Regions from separate parts of the Danio rerio genome. Here region 1 is linked to region 2. The links are chromatin contacts, called in public Hi-C maps. All regions are on one chromosome and are shown on one strand. Each heading gives the region's core, a stretch centred on a gene start, on an enhancer-like site or on the middle of the called end of the contact. The rest is flanking DNA. Distances are from core to core; before and after follow the strand shown.

What was found. A called contact is a pair of places that touch in the nucleus more often than the background predicts.
Region 1: a Hi-C map of embryo shows a contact between it and region 2, with 2.7 times the contacts expected there. The contact joins the promoter of robo4 here to the enhancer-like site in region 2. A contact is called at or near these places in 5 of 18 Hi-C or Micro-C datasets (caudal fin, embryo, hematopoietic stem cells and 1 more) and 1 of 4 datasets of contacts at active chromatin or transcription factors (caudal fin).

The regions. Positions count from the first base shown.
Region 1 is chr10:36,236,225-36,239,122 of GRCz12tu, reverse strand. robo4 (roundabout, axon guidance receptor, homolog 4 (Drosophila)) reads right to left here and starts at 1,630. Exons shown (of 19, transcript XM_684163.10): 1 at 1,391-1,630. The coding sequence starts at 1,571. LOC141376413 (a long non-coding RNA gene) reads left to right here. Exons shown (of 4, transcript XR_012386437.1): 3 at 1,743-2,898.
Region 2 is chr10:36,014,194-36,016,933 of GRCz12tu, reverse strand. pknox2 (pbx/knotted 1 homeobox 2) reads left to right here. Exons shown (of 11, transcript NM_153654.2): 9 at 1,095-1,171; 10 at 1,344-1,513. Among named protein-coding and RNA genes, the nearest start is that of pknox2, 150 kb to the left of the region's middle. Within about 2 kb of position 1,438, at least 3 of the 62 cell types and tissues checked have an H3K27ac peak or open chromatin away from gene starts, as enhancers often do.

The DNA of each region.
Region 1 (2,898 bases), core at 381-2,880, 220 kb before region 2:
TGTTCGATTGGCTCCAGATTTGGCTTCAGTATTGATTAAACTAATGTATATGCACAAATACAATATCGTAAAGCATCCTATAGAAACTGTTAATTTAAATGAGATTTGTGGAGGGTGTACTCATATATGCTGATCACTGTATATTATTTGATGATTTATTCAACTTTTGTATGAAGTTATAATATAAAAAACATAGGTATTGTTTAATTCAGGTGAGTGAATTTTCTTTTACACATAATTAAACATAAATAACCAAGAAAAGGATTCAAAATTCAAGAAGTCATTCAGTAAGTTAATTGATAACCATGCAGCAAAAGGGAATAACATCATAAATATAACATTTTTTATTTATTTATTTTTTTTAAACAGTGAGACTTCAAGTAAGCATATAAATGCAACACACTATGGTACCGTCACACTCACTTAATATACAGTTGAAGTCAGAATTATTAACCCCTTTTGCATTTTGTTTTTTAAATATTTCCCAAATGATGTTTAACAGAGCAGGGAATTTTTCACAGTATGTCTGATAATATTTTTTCTTCTGGAGAAAGTCTTATTTGTTTTATTTTGGCTAGAATAAAAACAGTTTTAAAATTTTTAAAAACCATTTTAAGGTCAAATTTATTAGCTCCTTTAAGCTATATTTTTTGCCTAATTACCCTATTCTGCCTAGTTAACCTAATTAACCTAGCTAAGCCTTTAAATGTCAATTTAAGCTTTATATAAGTGTCTTGAAAAATATCTAGTCAAATATGATGTATGTCATCATGGCAAAGATTAAATAAATCAGTTATTAGAGATGAGTTACAAAACTGTTTAGAAATGTGTTGAAAAAAATCTGTTAAATAAAAATTGGGGAAAAAATAAACAGGGGGCTACTAATTCTGACTTCAACTGTATTTTTCACATGTAAATTAAATCAGCAGTGACCACGAGTGAAAATCACGAAGTGAAAAAAAGGGTTTATCAAGTTATCACTGTCTTTCTGATTTCATGCTGTGGACCCCATGCTGATACGCAGAGCGAGCGGATGCTCAAACCATTCATTTCTGAATAAATTTACCATTGATTTCTAAATATTGTTTTTTTTTTTTTTTAAATAAAAACTAATATAAATGTTGCAGTAATAAATTATTCACTAAATCTAAACTATAGTATAAAAATAAATCTTGCCCTCTTAAATTTGTTAGTTTAATCAAACTGACTAAAAATATGAAGTTAAACTTTGTATAACTCAAAAAAATTAATCCTGATTACCTTATTAAAATAAGTTAAAGCAACATAAAAATATTTAACTTTTTGTCATTTGTCAGGAAATTGGAGAGAAAGAAAATGATTTTATTATAATGCTTAAGTTTAATAATCCAATAAAAGCCATTAGTTTTACCTTTCCTGCGATGGGCCCGGTCTCTGTGTGATGCTCGCTGATGCATCAGACGATGGCGTAGGTGTCCTTTTCCCTCTGACCTCTGTGCCACCTGTTCATCAGGTGGGCACGCGCACTGGCGCACCGCCTTGCTGCAAGTACACAGCCATGCCACCCACAACATCCATGCAGACACCTGCATCTTCAGCCTAAATCTCCTCTCCTCTGGCCCTGCACCCTCCGCTACACCATCCCAACTGTGGTCCACCCTTCTCCCCACAGTCCTAAATTATCGAGAGATTGTTATAAAGAATGTTTTTTCTTTATATTCCACAAATGCTTTGTATTTACTTTCCCTCCCTCTTTTATTTAGCGCTCCCTCCGCTCTCTCCCTCCTCTTTCTCGCCTCGCTTTTCTCTTTTGGGAAAGAAGTTGGCGGAAACAATGATTGAAAAACAAGTTTCAGGCCCCATGCTGGGAGTGCGGGAGAGGAGGAGAGGGATGGGGACTGTCTCCTCCAACAACATCTGTGTCATTCGTTCTGCACGTCCCAAAGACGGAAAACAAGGCCCGCGAGTGAACGGGGAGGGGACCGAAGGGGATCTCCCATACCGAAAGGGATCAGTTCCATTAATCAAGTGTCTGCGAGTCGACTGATCAAATCCTTCAGAGTGACAAACTCTTTGGCTCTTTAAAACATCAAACGGCGGAAAACGCATTGCCTGACTGCTATTGGCCCGTTGAACAAAAGGGGAAGTAGACACCCTTCATTTCTGCATCAAGCTACTCTCTCAAAAGCATGAGAGAGGGAGTGTTTTCAAACAAAACTGACCCTCTCCAAAGCCTCTGGCTGCTTGTCGGCTATGAAAGGAATGGCTTTTGTCTGGTGGAAGGAGGGGGATTCACACTTTCTCAACACAATTTCTATTTTATTTGGAGAGGAGAGGTGAGCGGACCAAATCGGTAATGCGACTGGAACGTTCTCATTTGTCGAAGTGAAGATGTTTCGCTCCGAGTGGAGATCATTTCGATTTTCACACTTAAACATTTCAATTATCAGACAACAGAAACCGAGTTGAATTTGATTACTGAGCAGCATGAAGGGTGACACAGGCCGTTTCCTTTCTTTCTTTCCTTCTTTTTTGTTCACATATGTTTAAAGATTTTTCATCATTCACAAAGCCGAATGCAAAAAAAGGGATAAATTTGTTCCTCTTGGCGTGCGCAGTATGTGTTCCAGTCATCACAGAGGTTGAATCAAATGGGACTGAGAAAGCAATTTGTCTCATGCAGTCTGGTCTTGTGTTCCACTCTCCAGTCCTGCTGTTTCAGCACAGAGGAACAGAAGAAACATGCTGAGTTAACAGACCTGACCTGATCGGGCTTTAATTCCACAAACCTCCCAATACTTTTAAAACTGTAAGCCTGAGAATGAGACATGGAAATATCACAGGTTGTACAATACTGTTCTGCTTAAGTAAAGATCAACGTCAGCGAATGTTTTGCAGCTGCTCTTAAACACATTTGAG
Region 2 (2,740 bases), core at 189-2,688:
ATCTTACGGAATGATCTATGCTAGAAATTAAACAATATTTAGAACATTAGTACCTTTGCACATGCTCAACAAGCAAGCTTACGAATGTTATGACATAACTGTAGAGCCAAACTTGAATGTAAGATGACCTATATAGTTTTTAACATAAGTTTCAGCACAAGTACACTGTTAAACTCAAAACTTTAAGGTAACTCGAACCATCTGAGAAAACTCAAACCAACTGAGTACTGTAAGACCTAATAAGCCAACTCAAACCGTCTGAGGAAACCGATTGCTACAAACTATTTGAGTTAAAAAACAAATCTAGAGTACTGTGAACTTACTCCATTTAAAGTAATTAGGTGTTTAATTAACTCATTACCTTCAACACTGAACTCAAAACTCTTTTCAAATGAGTAGAATTCACTTTCAGTAAAGTTTGAGTTAACTGCACTCATTTCATTTGATAAATTTAACTGTTGGGTTTTACAGTGTATCATTTTGAGTAATATTACAATACACATGTCCTCTTTATCTGACAAACAGCAGCAGCTCTGGTGTGAGTTTGCATCCTGTCATAAATGCAACTAGGACTGTTAATTAAGGGTAATAATGTTGTAAACGGTGTTATTTTTTCAAATAAGCTATGCCAGATATTTTGCTTGCTCAGTTATTGACTGATTACTGCAGTTACAGATTCAGTATGCTTTAAAATAAACAAAAACAGAGAAAAGCAAATCTGCAATTGTTAAAAAAAACACAAAACATGCTTAATTAATTTCATTTCAGCAATCAGAGTATTTCGCTGCTGACATTTAAGGATCTTTTTACACAGTTTCTTACACAGGTTGATCTTTTTGCTTCAGTAAAATTGTCAGTGTATCATTATGTGCCACATAATGATAACTTTTAAAGTGCTGCATTACCAAGGATCAGTGGTTTCAGCTTTCTTTTTTATGTTATACTCATGGAAAAATGAACATGAGTAAACAGTAAAATTCTCATAAACAGTTTGACGGAGTGTAAATGAATGGGAAACTGTTCATATTAGAGTTATCTTTACCCTTAATTTTACCTCAGAATTTTACTTATTCATTCTGTTTTCCATTTTCCAGCACCCTTATCCAACAGAAGATGAGAAAAGACAGATTGCAGCGCAAACAAACCTTACCTTATTACAGGTGAACAACTGGTAAGAGACTCGTTAGTTTGTCCAGTGTGTTTGATCCACAACAAACTGGCGCCATCTAACGGCCACCACCAGAATCACACACTGTGTTTATGACGTGCACGTTCTGTGGCTTTTAACAAAAATCCCGCTCTTATCCGTGTACTTTTTTCCTCATTCTCCTGTGTTTTGGAAGGTTTATCAATGCCCGCAGGCGTATTCTGCAGCCCATGCTGGATGCCAGTAATCCTGACCCTGCTCCCAAAGCCAAGAAGATGAAATCTCAGCACAGACCCACACAGCGCTTCTGGCCCGATTCCATTGTAGCTGGAGTCCTGCAGACACACGGCACAAACAACTCAGACAGTCAGTCATATTCTATTAAGCTTTATGACAAAAGTTAGACGACTAAATAAAAAGTAAAAATGTATCAACCAAATCTAATTATCCATTTCATGCATTAGTGGGTGTATTCTTATTTATCCACAACATTTTGTTACAAGTGTGTGTGTGTGTGTGTGTGTGTGTGTGTGTGTGTGTGTGTGTGTGTGTGTGTGTGTGTGTGTGTGTGTGTTTGTATAGTTGAAGTCAGAATTATTAGCCTCCCTGTTTACTTTTTCCCCAATTTCTGTTTAACAGAATTTTTTTTAAACACACTTCTTAACATAAAAGTTTTAATAACTCATTTCTAAAAATTGATTTCTTTTATCTTTGCCATGATGACAGATATAATATTTGACTAGATATTTTTCGAAACACTTATACTGCTTAAAGTGACATTTAAAGGCTTAACTGGGTTAATACGGATAACTACGTGGGAGGGGGTAATTAGGTAAGTTATTTGTATAACGATGGTTTGTTCAGGAGACTATCAAAAAAGTTTATAGCTTAAAATAGCTAATAATTTTTAATAATCAAAAATTTAAAAACTGCTTTTATTCCAGCCAAAATAAAACAAATAAGACTTTCTCTAGAAGAAGAAATATTATCAAACATACTGTGAAATTGTCCTTGCTCTGTTAAACATAGATAATTAAAAAATTTAAAGGAGATAATAATTCTGACTTCAACTGTATATACATTTACAATTGTTATTAGTTTGCAGATTTCCAGAATTTTTCATGCTTGCTTGCTTATTCGCTAACAGTACTTATATCTATATATTTTTTACTAATATATTATTTCCGAATATTAACTCACTCAGTAACAATTACAAATAATCTACTAGCTTTTATCTGTGGGGTCGTAATAAATCTTAAAAACTCTTCAATTCACTGAAATACTGTGTTGTATGTCTTAAATAATTTTAAACAGGTCTTAATTTTCCTCTGTTCAAGTAAAGCTACCCAATCGGGCCGACATCCATCCAATCACCAACAATTCATCTTAAAAAAATCAGATAATGTCAGAGCACATTATCCCTTTATGTAATCTACCATTCATTCAAAAAACATTTACAAAAAAAGCGAGTAAACATAATATTTATAAATAGACATGAAACTTAAGGTTTTATAGCAGAAATGCTTTAGGTTGAATAGAAGTTATAGTCAATCAATTTGGACCAAAAGCCAACAAATGCTGTATATATTTTTG